Linked DNA regions of Mus musculus: region 1 is linked to region 2. Evidence: chromatin contacts called from public HiChIP or PLAC-seq data. All regions are on one chromosome and are shown on one strand. Each heading gives the region's core, a stretch centred on a gene start, on an enhancer-like site or on the middle of the called end of the contact. The rest is flanking DNA. Distances are from core to core; before and after follow the strand shown.

Region 1 (7,001 bases), core at 3,489-5,988, 110 kb after region 2:
ACTATATTCTTCCTATTCTCTTAATCATTCTCACTTTAAAAATTTTTGTTATCTCCTATCATATACAGGAGTAATAATATAAAATATATATATATATATATATATATATATATATATATATATCTATATATATATATCTATATATATATATATATATATATGAGAATCTCTGTGTGCATATTTTTTTCATTGCCACTTCTTTAATCTCTGTTGTCACTGGCTGCTAAGTACCTTTCAGGTTTAGTACAAAGGGTGCTACATAAAGTCTTATCCTTGCATAATAAAAGTGATAAGGGAGAAATAAGAACTGTTCTAGGAAATCAGGTTTACTATAATATATTATATAATGTATATTTAAATATATATTATAATGTAGATTTAAATATATATTATAATGTAGATTTAATATATAATAAATATAATATATATTTTTAGCAATCTTTCTCCACTATTCTATCCCCTTTTTAACAAAACCAAACAGACCAAAGATTTACTAACCTGAAGGTGAATCCTCTCTAAGAACTCCTGGATAGTCTGGTGGTTCTCTCTTCTCCTGCTTCTGGGGACCTTTATCTTCTTAGGAGCTGCTTCCTCTTCTAAGATAACATCCACATAAATAAATTTGAAGTTTCCCACTTTATTGTTCAGCATCCCTGTCCACATTCCCATTGGTGTTTTGCAGATAATGTCTATGATGTCTCCTTTCTAAGGATGAAGACAAAAACAAATCAAATAGTAATGTGTAAGAAGAAGGGAGCTGTTGAAACATAGAGAAACAAGGGTAATGTGCAAAAAAATCTGCAAACATTACAGAAATCCGTGTGAGTTCACTTCTTCAAGACAGTTTTCACAAGGTAGTGAAGAAAACACCAGCATGCTTGAAGATGCTTTTCTTGACCTTATATTAACTCACTAACTTACATTTGTAGAACAATATACATGATATATTAAATATACTGTTATATAGTACTCACTCATATGTGCTGGGTAAATAGTATGAGGGTATCAGATTATTGCTTCAAGCATTACATGAGTAGAAATGTTGACATTACATTAATTCTCAAGAGCCTGAACAAAGTTAATGATAGGGTCAGATTTTTATTTTACCCTCCTCAATCAATACAGGACTAAAGAATGAAAGCATCATTCAGTGTGATTTCTTAAAGGGGAGAAAGGGAAGAGAGAAACGGTAGACTGTCCATGGTTTTGGCTCATATGACACAACTCATTTACAGTACAAATTAAGTAATGTAAACTGTTTTCTCCGCATAATGAAAGTATAAGATTTACTAAATATGTAACAGAAGTACTCATGCAGCCAGGTATGCAGCTTGGTTCTTGAGGTACTGATGACTCTCTCCCTGTATGTGTCACATTAGCACTGAACTGTGACATGTGAGACCCATAGAGAAAGCTATTTCTTTGGCAGGGATAGAGCCCTAACATTCCAATCTACTCAGAATATAAAAGAGTTAATCTCTTTGGTCTGGCCAATCATTTAGTCATAGGACCACCCTTGGGAAGTGGGTTGATCTTAAGCCAAGATCAAGGAAAAAAGGGGAATAATGAGCTAGACTATTCTGACTTCTCTGAGATATCAACCCTAGTATAGGACTGCAGACAATTGCCCAGACCCATCTCAATTACTTAGAAAAGCAGAGCTCTGCCTTTTCATCTTCTTATCTCTCCTCTACGGGTGCTTTCCCTAATACTTTAGCTTCATTCTTTCCCTTATGTTCATCTCTACCATGTGGTTGCTTGTCTGCCTTATGGGTGACCTCTATACAGAGCTAACTCAAAGGGTGTGTCTCTCTCTGTTCCGCATCTTCTGCCTCTTCCCTGTAGCTGCTGAGACCTATAGCTTGCTGCCCTGGACTTCTTCTTTGTAAATTATAATCAAATTTCCCTTAATTTTGATTCCATTCTAAAATCATTTTATTAAAGGGACTAAGATCTCCACATCAGGACCATGATTTCCCAGGTAACATGATGACCTCACTGGGATTTCCCAAAATGTCTGATAGCATCAATAGGAGACATTATGTAGACCAAAAAAACCCAACCATAACTTTTAAAGTTTTCAAACACACATGAACTAGGCACATTGGCATGGCCAAGCCAACTAGTGTTTTGTATATTTATATCAAAAACTATATTTGGCCACAGGCTGCAGTTATTTACAACAGTAAAAATTTTTCTAGGAATATTCCTTTATGAAAAAATTTTATTTCTGGGCAATTAAGTGCCTATTTGTAAGTCATAGTTGTTCACTTGAGATGTAACTTTACATCCCCCACAGATGGGATCAATCCCAATACTTGCTGCTTTTAAGGCTCTACCCTTAAAGCTATGCTTAAATATCTATTTTCCTGCTGGTCTGTGAATGTACGATAGATGTAAAACACAATTGCACTTGTTATAGTCATTTAGAATAGAGTGTGATTGAAAGATGGTCTCTCTGATTTGAGATAGTATGTATGTCTGTCTGGGTGTAGGTCTTGGCATTTCCACTTCGTACTTAAGAGAATGGAATGGCAAGCCAGCTACCATCCACCAAGGAGACCAGCAAGTTCCCCAGAAGCACTAGTGAGTTTCTAGGAGTGCTAAGTCTTTACTGGGATTTTCCTATCATATTTAACTTCAAGGTCTTGTATCTCATATCTTTTAAACCTGCACATTTCATCAAAGCTGCCAGCTGACCCAGACAAAGACCCAGTCAGTTTCCTCCCAGTTTTAACTGTGGGATCTTTATCATGTTCTCTGAGAGCTGCAAAGAATCACCCCAGTACCACATGGATAGAGTTTCATAGAGAGATATGAGAAACTGTATTCTACCAACATCATGGGACCTTAAAGAAGGAGTTCTTGTCTCAGGGGATCTCACAGTTTAATTTGACAGCCTAATATCAGTGAGGGGTATCGTTGTACAGAAAACAGCTGAGCCATTCCTATCTAGGTTTAGGCCTGCAAAAAAAAAAAACCTGTGATTAAATAAGTACATGTTATTTGAATCCTCGGAGTTGAGGGTAATTTGTTTTAAGGAGAAATTTAGGAAAGGGTTGTCATTAAGGAAAGAAGTTCTGGTTTCTCATGGCAACACACTTAGGAAGAACCAGCCAAGTCTGGTTCCCCACAGCCTTGACTGTTGGCTTCCTGCCAGATCGTTCCTGTCCTCTCTCCCTCTTTTGCTTCATTGTTTTACTCTAGTATGTATCAGGTGGACATATCTAGCTGGCCACGTCTAAGAGCTGCAGAGTTCAAAACAGTGCAGAATTTGTATTCTCTAATGCTAACAGCCACAGTCGATAGGAGATTTACACCCTAGTTCATACTAAGTTCAAACTCTTCCTGCTATGAGCTAGTCCAACTTACTGTATCGAAAGAACATACATCTTTACTGGCAACTTCTGTTAGTCCCTAAAATCTATCATGCAACTAGTGTTTGATAAACCAGGAAGCATATGTAATGTTGGCCCACCTTGATTTTAAGGGAGTCGGTGTCATAGGGACTTGGCGTGAAGTCTGTGTGCACTTTGGCCCGGCCACAGAATGGCCCTGAGTAGGGGCTGTCATCATCCAGTCGGAAGCTGTCCCGATTACTTGTTCCATCTGAACAGCTTGTTATTCCACCTGACAAAGTAAAGGTTAACAGTTTGTAGCTTCCAAGGCTTTTAGCTTCCTGTACCATTACCTCAAACTGGAGCAACGGATGCCAGCCTTATGCAGTTCTCAGTCACATCCCTTCGGAAACCCTGTCTTGTAAGCTAGGTTTGATGCTTTCTTGCCAGTCTGAATACTCTAGATAGTCCTTATTCCAATACCATCTCATTTCAAAATATCTCCTCATTTGGATCTGATCTGCCTTAAAGGGCATTAAACAATCAATGCTCCACTTGCTAAGTTGGAGCAAAGAATAGATTCAAACTTTGACCTTGACAGATAATTTCCGAGTTGGAAACTATGAAAGAATTCAATAGAAACAGTTTAATCATTTTGTGTTGTTATTGATCATAAGTAATCAACACATGACATTTCAGAGTTCCATACAACTTATGTAATTGTGATTAAAAAGTCTTTCCAAGAATTCTTACTGTGTGCCAAAGACCATATGAAAGAAACATCTTTGCCTATAAACATCTTTGTGTGATACTTTTGTTTGCCACAGGGGTGGAGAGGAGAGTTGCCCACATGTGTGAACCTCCAAACTGTCTGGGTGCTTATTTTCTGGTCTCCCTTCCCTTCTGATCTTGAACTTCACTTGAGAAAAATAAAAAGTGAGCAAAGCAAACACAGAGAGCATTCCATCTTGCTCCATTTTGCTTCCCTTCTGTAGTGTCACAGCTGTTGGCAGTGAAAGTGCCTGGCTGTTTCTCCCACACTCACAGGCTCCTCACTTCCTCTTTCAGGTTGACCTTTTGCTGCTCAAGGAGGCAAGAGCGGCAGTTTCACTGCCGTGGATTTTGAAATAAGGCAAAAGTCCTGTAAGTTCCACATTGGGTGTGAATAGAAATGTAGCATGTGAGTGAAACACTATCTCCCCACACCTCCCTTCTGGATTAGTGTACGGGTGCTGGCTTTGCATGGTATGTTGGAATCATATAATTCTTCTCACATTCAGTATCACAACCTTGAATTTGAAAACTTCTAGCAGAACTGGATACTTATGAAATCTGAATGACACACACACTGCATCCTTAAAATGTGTCAGCATTAGCTTTTTACAACAAAATAGCTATTGTATAGCTAATATGAAGAAAATTGAGAATATTCAAAACATCTGTTCTTTGTGAGTCATCTTTGAATAACAGAAGTACTTGATTTAAAAACAACTGGAAAATAATCTTTGCAGAGACATTTGAAAGTCCTGAAGATACTGGACTGGAGCAAAGATAACAGTTTACTTATATAAAATATATGAGGCACCAGCACTATCAGTAGTTTCTTGTAACTGTTGTAGCATAAAATGTAACTGATGTTAAGTAATGTCCTTCTTAGACCAATAGCAGTGTTGATTCCACACTTATAGTTCCTGCTAATCTCCTTTCCCACCCCACTGGCGACGTATCTATCACACAGTATTATTCACTGCACCAGTCTCTACTTACTAACAGTAAATGGAAACGACAGAATTAAGGCAAATGTCCTGCACTTTGCAGAAAAGTAGGAAAAGAAAGAAAGAAAGAAGGAAAGAAACGAAAGAAAGAAAGAAAGAAAGAAAGAAAGAAAGAAGGAAAGAAAGAAAGGAAGGAAGAAAAGAAGGAAGGGCTGGGCAGTGGTGGCACAAACCTTTAATCCCAGCACTTGGGAGGCAAAGGCAGGCAGATTTCTTAGTTTGAGGCCAGCCTGCTCTACAGAGTGAGTTCCAGGACAGCTAGGGCTACACAGAGAAACCCTGTTTTGAAAAAAAAAAAAAGGAAGGAAGAAAGAAAGAAAGAAAGAAAGAAAGAAAGAAAGAAAGAAAGAAAGAAAGAAAGAAAGGAAGGAAGGAAGAAAGGAAGGAAGAAAGAAAGAAAGAACAAATAGAGAGAGAAAGACAGGCAGAAAAAAAGACAAAAAGAAAGACAGACAGACAGACAGAAATGAGTGGGGGAATGAGAGAGGGAGGAAAGAAAGGACAAAAAGAAAAAGAAAACAATCAAAGAAGGCCCATGGGAGAAAAATAAAGAATAGTCGTCTACTTCTCTATTTCAAATAATGTTATGTCTTTTGAATCAAGATAACACTACGTTCTTCAGAGCATAAAAGTTTTATATCAGACTTTGTTACCTAAAAGAACTTTTTGAGGCTACTGGTTATTTCATATTGTTGTTCCACAGGGCAGAGGGAGGGTATAGGGAACTTTCGGGATAGCATTTGAAATGTATATAAAGAAAATATCTAATAAATAAATAAATAGATAGATGAACTTTTTGAGGCATTGCACCAGATCCCTGTAGGCTATAGCATCAGAAATATGTTGTGCTATGTATCACAATCACTAGTAAGTCCATGTATAGTCAAGGCTCTAACCTTTCCAACTTCTCTATTGTCATGTATCTGGATCTTTGTTTCTAATTTGATAAACACCCTCAGAGTGAGCATTCACTGTTTTGAACTAGCTTATCCCAGGCTCCATGTCTGCCATGACACCTCTTACTCATTGGCCTTACTTGATGAACTCTGCCCACTGTAAAGACTGTCCATAGAGTCGCTGGCTTTGAGTGAGATCTTCTCTGTATGTGTTCCAATCATGGGATCACTGTTCCGATATGGGAGGGCTTCCTCTCCACTTTCTTCCTCCTTCAGGAGAAAAGGTATCAGAGGTTAAGTGTGCAGATCAGTTTTCCACAGACAGGTTCACTGTGTGCACTGACTCAACAAGCAAGATACATTTAAACAATAAAACACTCATGAATACATCAGCATAAAATATGAGGGTCATTAATCTTCAGTTCATTTTCTAGGAAAACAGTTAGAGGATACTTGGGAAAATTCCCTAGATGAGACATTACTTATTGTGGAATTCAACTGCAATTATAATGGTCTATATTTTTGCAAATAAAGATGAATATCATATCAAGATTACTTAGTCAGAAATGTGAGATGGAGTAGCATGAATGCTTTTTCTGCATAAAGTGCAGTTACTTTTCATGTTCTTCTTATCTGTTTGCCACCATTACTAATCCTTTGAGATCTGGTACTACAGCTTTAAACTCTGCACATTTGTTTCATGTCAGTTATTTGCACGCTACCAGATCACTAGATATGAATAAAACATGCTCACTTTGCAATTCTAAAGTCAGCCTTATCTAAGGAGCTTTACAAATCTCATACTGTGCTTGCCACCTAGTCAAGTGAAAACCAAATCTTGCATAAAATTAGAAAAGACAGACAATTTCAAAACAAATTGCATTTCCTTGAAAACATCTCAAATGTTTTCCATTTTTAGAAAGTTTGGACAAAGCCCTATGAATTTCTTAATGCTCATCTTTATGTAATTCAATAGTCTTATTTTTGAGCAC
Region 2 (6,184 bases), core at 2,084-4,583:
AGAAAGTCCCAGAGACCTGGGAGGTGAGAGACTCTCAGGACTTAATGGGGGTGACCTTATCCAAAATGCTCAACAGTGGGGAGAGGAAATTCGAAGAGTCCACCTCCAGAAGAAAGAAGGGCCTCAAGTGGAGGGACAGGATTACTAACCCACAGTCAAAATTTCTCACCCAGAATTGTTCCTATCTAAAAGAACTGCAGGGACAAAAATGGAGAAGAAACTGAAGGAAAGGCTGTCCAGTGAGCAGCCCAACTTGGGATCTATCTCATGGAGTGCACCAAGGTCTAACACTATTACTGATTCTATGATGTGTTTACAGACAGGAGCCTACCATGGCTGTCCTCTGAGAGGCTCTACCAGCAGTTGACTGAGACAGACACAGATACCTACACCCAACGAACACCCAACCATTCAACTGAAGTAGGAGACCCCTATGGAGGAATCAGAGGAAGGGTTGAAGAAGCTGAAGGGGAGGGCGACTCCATAGGAAGACCAGCAGTCTCAACTGACCCGGATCCCTGGGAGCTCCCAGAGACTGAGCTACCAACCAAGACCATACTGGGCTGGACTGAGGGCCCTGGCACATACATAGCAGAAGACTGCCTGGTCTCGCCTCAGTGGGAGAAGATGCACCTAATCCTCCAGAGACTTGAGGCCCCAGGGAAGGGGGAGGCCTGGTGTGGGGTGAGCAAGGGGAAGAGGGAATGGGTTGAGGAACTGTTGGGAGGGGGGACCAGGAAGGGGGTAAGGTCTGGAATGTAAATAAATAAAATAACTATTAAAAAAAAACCCACACATATATATCCAACTCAAAATTCCATAAGGCAGGCAATTTCTAACAGACACAAAGATATATATATATATATGTGTGTGTGTGTGTGTGTGTGTGTGTGTGTATACATATATCTACACATACATATATATACACATACATGCACACATATATATACACACACATATACGCATATATATGTATATGTATATATATATACTGAACTTCAAAAATTAGTGTGACACTAGCAAAGTATAAGAGGTAGTGCTGAGATAGAGTAACTCTGTAATAAAATAGCAGTTCCACAGCCATTAAAGCTAGTGAGGTACATGCACTACATGTGTGTAACATACTGACACACTTCAAATAAGCCAGAAAGCACGACAGCAAGTGTACAAATGTTGTACGCATACAAAATGTACACACATAGAGAATACCTATTCACAGTCCACGGGGCTTCAGCATCCTTCCTAAAATGTCTTGAGAGAACTAACTGGAACTGTGATGATGGCGGGATGAGTGCACAGCAAGGCCCCATATCCTGACCTGGTAGCACCAGGAAGTCACTGAACTGATCCACCCTGCAGCTGCTGTGGGATTTCTCACTGAGAGAATACAATTCCCTGACACATAATTCAAACAGCACCGTTAAATCAAATGGACGCAGAGTGTAGATTAGTTTCCTACCTTAAATGGGTATCTGCCAACTTCAGCCTCCAGCTCCTCCGGGGTGAAGATCTTCCCGATGAACCGTTTGGCATCATAGATTGTGTTTTGAGGATTTGAATCAGCCAGCTCTAGGCTCTCATAGCCCACATACACATCACCGTCCGTGAAGGACACCATGCTGGGGATGCTGATATGCCCGTTTTCATCTGGAATCACCTTCACTTTTCCTGTCCCGGGAAAAAATACACCAACCGAACAGTAGGTGGTACCCAGGTCAATGCCAATCACTTTTGGCGTAGGCAATGGTAAATACTGTTGTGCCAAGTAGCCCGCCAAGAGGAGAGTCAAAACAGCTGAACCTGCAAAAGGTAAAAAGATAAGTTTTTATGAAGCTACCACCATATACTGTACCTATAGCAACATCTTCTTAGTAGCACTTTTAAAACAAAACATAAAATATTTCACTTTATAGGATTATTAGCTACTTCTTTTGGACATCAAGTTTTTAACATTCCATCGGGGTACAATTAAAAACAAAGGAGAAAAAAAAAACCCTCAAAAACCAAAAGCCCTCACAAATGTATTTTTGTATAATCCGTTACATGATAATAAAGGAATAAAATGTAAAGATATTTAAATAACCATTATGCTGTTGTTGAATGAAAATATCACAAATGTGAAACTAAAGCTAAATACAATCCAGTTTTCTTGGATTATTGCTATTTAGATTGATAGCTTCATAAACAGTTTTTACCTGTTATTACTAAAATGAAATGCCATTATGAAATTCCCACAGAGACAGCTTTGGTATGTAAGTCTAACCTGTTTGGTTATCGTCTTTACCCATTCAAAAGGATAAAATACGTAAGTTGGATATGTTGATCTGAAAACTGCTTAGGCACTACTGTTACCTCATAGAGTCCAGAAGAGATTTTGCATATATAAGCATTCATTAAGGATATACTTTTCAAAATAGATATTAGGGAAGAAGTATGCAAGTGCTAACCCTGATAGCAACAATATGTAAACTTCCCGAAGGCAAGTTCTAGTCACCATTGAATAGTACGGCCCATGAAGAGCAGAGGCTCAGCAAATATTTAAGGGAAAAGATCATATAGAAACATCAGGCATATTGTACACAAAAGCGAATAAGAACATCACTTTGAGTTTAGAATTAATATCTGATTTGGTTTCACTAGTCTGCGTAATACACCTGTCCCCACTCAAACCCATAATGTCACTCGGTAGTGCTGTTGGTAATTGCTAGCTCCTTCAAATCAACGCCTGGCACATCATAGCAGACCAAGAACCTATCCACTTGTCTCTTCCCACCTACAGACAAATCTCAAAAGCATCTCAGCGTTTGGCAAGGGAATGTTGATTCCCAATCGGTATGTTCAAAAGAGAATCCATCTAAGAATGCACAGGGACTTGAATCCCTCCCAATTCCGCATCCCGAGTGAAGCCAAGAGTCTTCAATCTCGAGATCCCCTTCTTATTCACAGTGGGTTCTCGCACAGAGAACCGATTTCGGCTACCCATTCAAGACCGAGGTCGTTAGCATTCCTAGGCCCTCGTCTCTCAGACCTGTGGCTGGTGGCACGACCCCAAGAGGCCTCCGGCAAGTCAGACCCCCGACTCCAGACGCCCCGCCCCCACCAGCTCCAAACAGCCTTAGCCCCCTTTTCAGGCTCCCTTCGGCTGCGTGACCTGTGATTCAGAGAGTGAGACAACCAACCCTTGCCCACCCAGACCTCGTCGAACTTCCCCGTCGACTTCCATAGTTGCAGGGACCCCTGAGATACTGACCTAAGATCGTCATCTCTCCGGCCATCAGTCCCGCCGAACAGGCAGAAGGATGACTGTACCGATGGGAGGCACCGCCCCCTAGTCGCCGGCTGTCGCGCAGCCTCCTGGGAAATGTAGTCCGTCGGCTCCGAATTAGCCGGAGGAACTACGATTTCCACCACAGCAATGACTCCATCTACCATGAGGCCGCGGGGCGGATTTTACTCAGGCCAGTGAGGGAAGACTCGGCCTCCCCACGCACGAAGGCCCAACAAACCAGGCTTTGTTGTGGGAGCAGCGTCTGGGAAAGGCCAGAGTTTGTCATTCATCAAACCCAAAACGCTGCGAGCTTACTCGCGGTTAAAAAAAAAAAAAAAAAAAAAAAAAAAAAGTCCCTGTAGCCCCGCCTCACCGCGTTGTATTGTGGGAACTGCAGTTCTGGACTGTCCAGAGCTTGGAAGGCATAAAGAGGATAAAACCAATTAAGATTCCGAGGTGGGTTGCGTTGCCAGGCAGGCGGGGAATTCAAACTTCCGGTTTTTTTGTTTGTTTGTTTTTGTTTTTTGTTTCGTTTTGTTGTTCAGCCTCTTTTTTAAGGTTTATGCGTCTTTGGTCGAAATCAAGATTCTAGATAGACTTCTCCTAAGCCCTCCGAAGTCCCCTTAGCATTCCACAGTGGGGCAGTCCTACCGGAGACCCCACCTCTGGTGTACCTGTTCGTTGCTTTGCAAATATCCTTGCAGTCATTAAATGCAATGCCAGCCCGATGCTGTTGGCAGTAAATTATTTCACGGGCTCGTCAGGAATGAAGTTTGTCCAGGACCGCATGGTTTATCCAAGATATTTTCAAATCTAATATTAACATTCACATATGCTATTACCAACTAATATGGAAAGATACATTCTACTTTTCGTTTTAATTATGTCATAAATGGCCAGAATTGTCTTCCTGGACAGGTCCGTCCTTTCACGTGTTGACTATCCGATCACTTTTCCCCTGGCGCCATAAGACACGTTAGCAAAGCAATTTGAAGAAGACAAGATTTATTTTGGCTCAAAGTTCAATGGTACAGTTCCTCATAGCAAGGAAGTCACGGAGGCAAGACCTTTTAACCAGCTGTCCCCATTGCACCCAGTCAGGAAGCAGAGACAGGAAACGAAGGCATCTCTCTCTCTCTCTCTCTCTCTCTCTCTCTCTCTCTCTAATTCAGCCTTGAACCTGCTGGATGTCGGAATAGCAGTGCTCATAGTTAGGCGAAGTCTTTTCGCCTCAATTAATCAGGTCAGAAACGCCCTCATATACATACCCGGAAGTTTACTTCCATGATGATTCTGAATCCCAGCAAGACGAAAAGATTAACCACAATTATTGAGGGGGAGGATACAGGTGGTTTTTAGTATATAAAACATGATGTTTTCCCCTCACTGTTTAATATTTGATACGACTTAAGGACTCCTGGACGTGACTTTACTGTTGGGAAAGTTCATGAACACTTAAGGTCCTAGAAACTTAAATGTGCTTCTCTGGCTAGGTGCAAATCAATAGTCCTAATTGGCGACAGGTCTACTAGTTGTGGGAAAGAACCTCTACTGGCTTTCCACTTGCGTAAAATCTTGTATCTTTTAAGTTTCTAGCTATCTATGTACTTTATCTATGATAGGTTGGTCTATGTCTATCTGTCTACCTACCTATCTACAGATAGATATTATCACACATACATATATAATGATTTTATATCTGAATTATGGCTAACAGAGACCCATTATAATACACTTTAGTGTTTTTAAATACTTTGTCATGTGAAAAATGAAAAGCATGTGGATATATGACTACTATTCGCCAAAGTTCTTAGGAAGAATGAAGAAAGCATAATTCAAACATCCAACTGATGATTTTGATGGGTAATGATAATTTTAATAAATGTTATCGAACAGTTACTGTGTGCTTAGCACAGTGGTAACCATTGGCATCAATAAAGGATAGAGAGAAGGCAATCAGAAATTTAATTCAACATGCTGTGAGACATAGAAATAATATGATCACTGGGAAGGAGCAAGACTGGAGAAACCTATATAGTTTTACCTTGAAGAGAACTTCCAGTATTTTAGAGCTGTTTTTTTTTTTGTTTTGTTTTTGTTTTTGTTTTTGTTTTTTTAAATGTGAGAGTCAAGCTGTAAATTGATGGAAAGATACAAAGTAACCAGGTGTAAGCAGTCCACATAAAAATAGCCCAACCAACAGTATAAGAGCAGACAGGCATTAGATTCACCAGCCATGGGGCCAGTATCATGAGGATCAGTGATACAAACACTGCTCACTGTAATTCCCTCTGCCCACCTTTCTGTTGTCCTTTGAAAGAGAAATGTTTCCTACTGGCTCATGTAGTTAGACACTTGGTACCTAGTTGTGGCAAGTTGGGGAAGTTAGGGAAGTTTTAGGATGTGGAGACTTTTTGGAGGAAGTCCATGGCTGGAAAGCAGGCTTTCAGAGTTCTTAGCCTGATTGCAGTTGGTATGGTCTTTTAGCTTCCTGCACTGGTGGCCTGTTTGTCATGTCTCTCCTGCCAATACGAATATCTAGCCTTCTGGACCTGTAAGCCAATGTAAACTTTTTTTTTTTTTTTTTTGAGTTGCTATGGTGGTTTGAGGTTAAAGTTGTAAGCCCTCTGTTACCCTGCACTGGACCATCTTGGATTCTAAACCCCTGAAACAGTAAGCCAAAGTAAACACTTTCTTTTATAAGTCGCCTTAGTTACAGTGTTTTATTACAGCAATAGGAAAGTAGCTAAAATACTCCCTTTCAGTCAATGATTTTAATCACAGCAATAAAATGGTAGTTAGTATATACCCTTTCCTTTCACAGTTTTCATTTAATATGGGACCATAAACAATATTATCTCAGAGAAGAAAACCCTTACCCCCAGAAAGGAATATAGCATTCCTTCCTTCCAGAAA

The links. HiChIP or PLAC-seq counts read pairs in DNA pulled down with a chosen protein or histone mark.
Region 1: a contact with region 2 is called in an H3K4me3 HiChIP or PLAC-seq map of bone marrow-derived macrophages, with 2.0 times the contacts expected there. The contact joins the enhancer-like site here to the promoter of Hspa13 in region 2. A contact is called at or near these places in 2 of 15 datasets of contacts at CTCF or cohesin (CD8 T cells and the G1E-ER4 cell line), 7 of 484 Hi-C or Micro-C datasets (ECoMG-derived neutrophils, the G1E-ER4 cell line, LSK cells and 4 more), 3 of 115 datasets of contacts at active chromatin or transcription factors (bone marrow-derived macrophages, microglia and regulatory T cell precursor) and 3 of 9 other capture datasets (adipose tissue, liver and pancreatic islet).

What each region holds. Positions count from the first base shown.
Region 1 is chr16:75,872,948-75,879,948 of GRCm38.p6, forward strand. Samsn1 (SAM domain, SH3 domain and nuclear localization signals, 1) reads right to left here. Exons shown (of 8, transcript NM_023380.2): 4 at 6,150-6,279; 5 at 3,479-3,630; 6 at 499-705. Among named protein-coding and RNA genes, the nearest start is that of Samsn1, 33 kb to the right of the region's middle. Within about 2 kb of position 4,739, at least 87 of the 459 cell types and tissues checked have an H3K27ac peak or open chromatin away from gene starts, as enhancers often do. A contact at or near this core is called in CD8 T cells, the G1E-ER4 cell line, Th1 cells and 4 more, where this site is marked.
Region 2 is chr16:75,763,485-75,769,668 of GRCm38.p6, forward strand. Hspa13 (heat shock protein 70 family, member 13) reads right to left here and starts at 3,334. Exons shown (of 5, transcript NM_030201.3): 1 at 3,251-3,334; 2 at 1,460-1,800. The coding sequence starts at 3,275.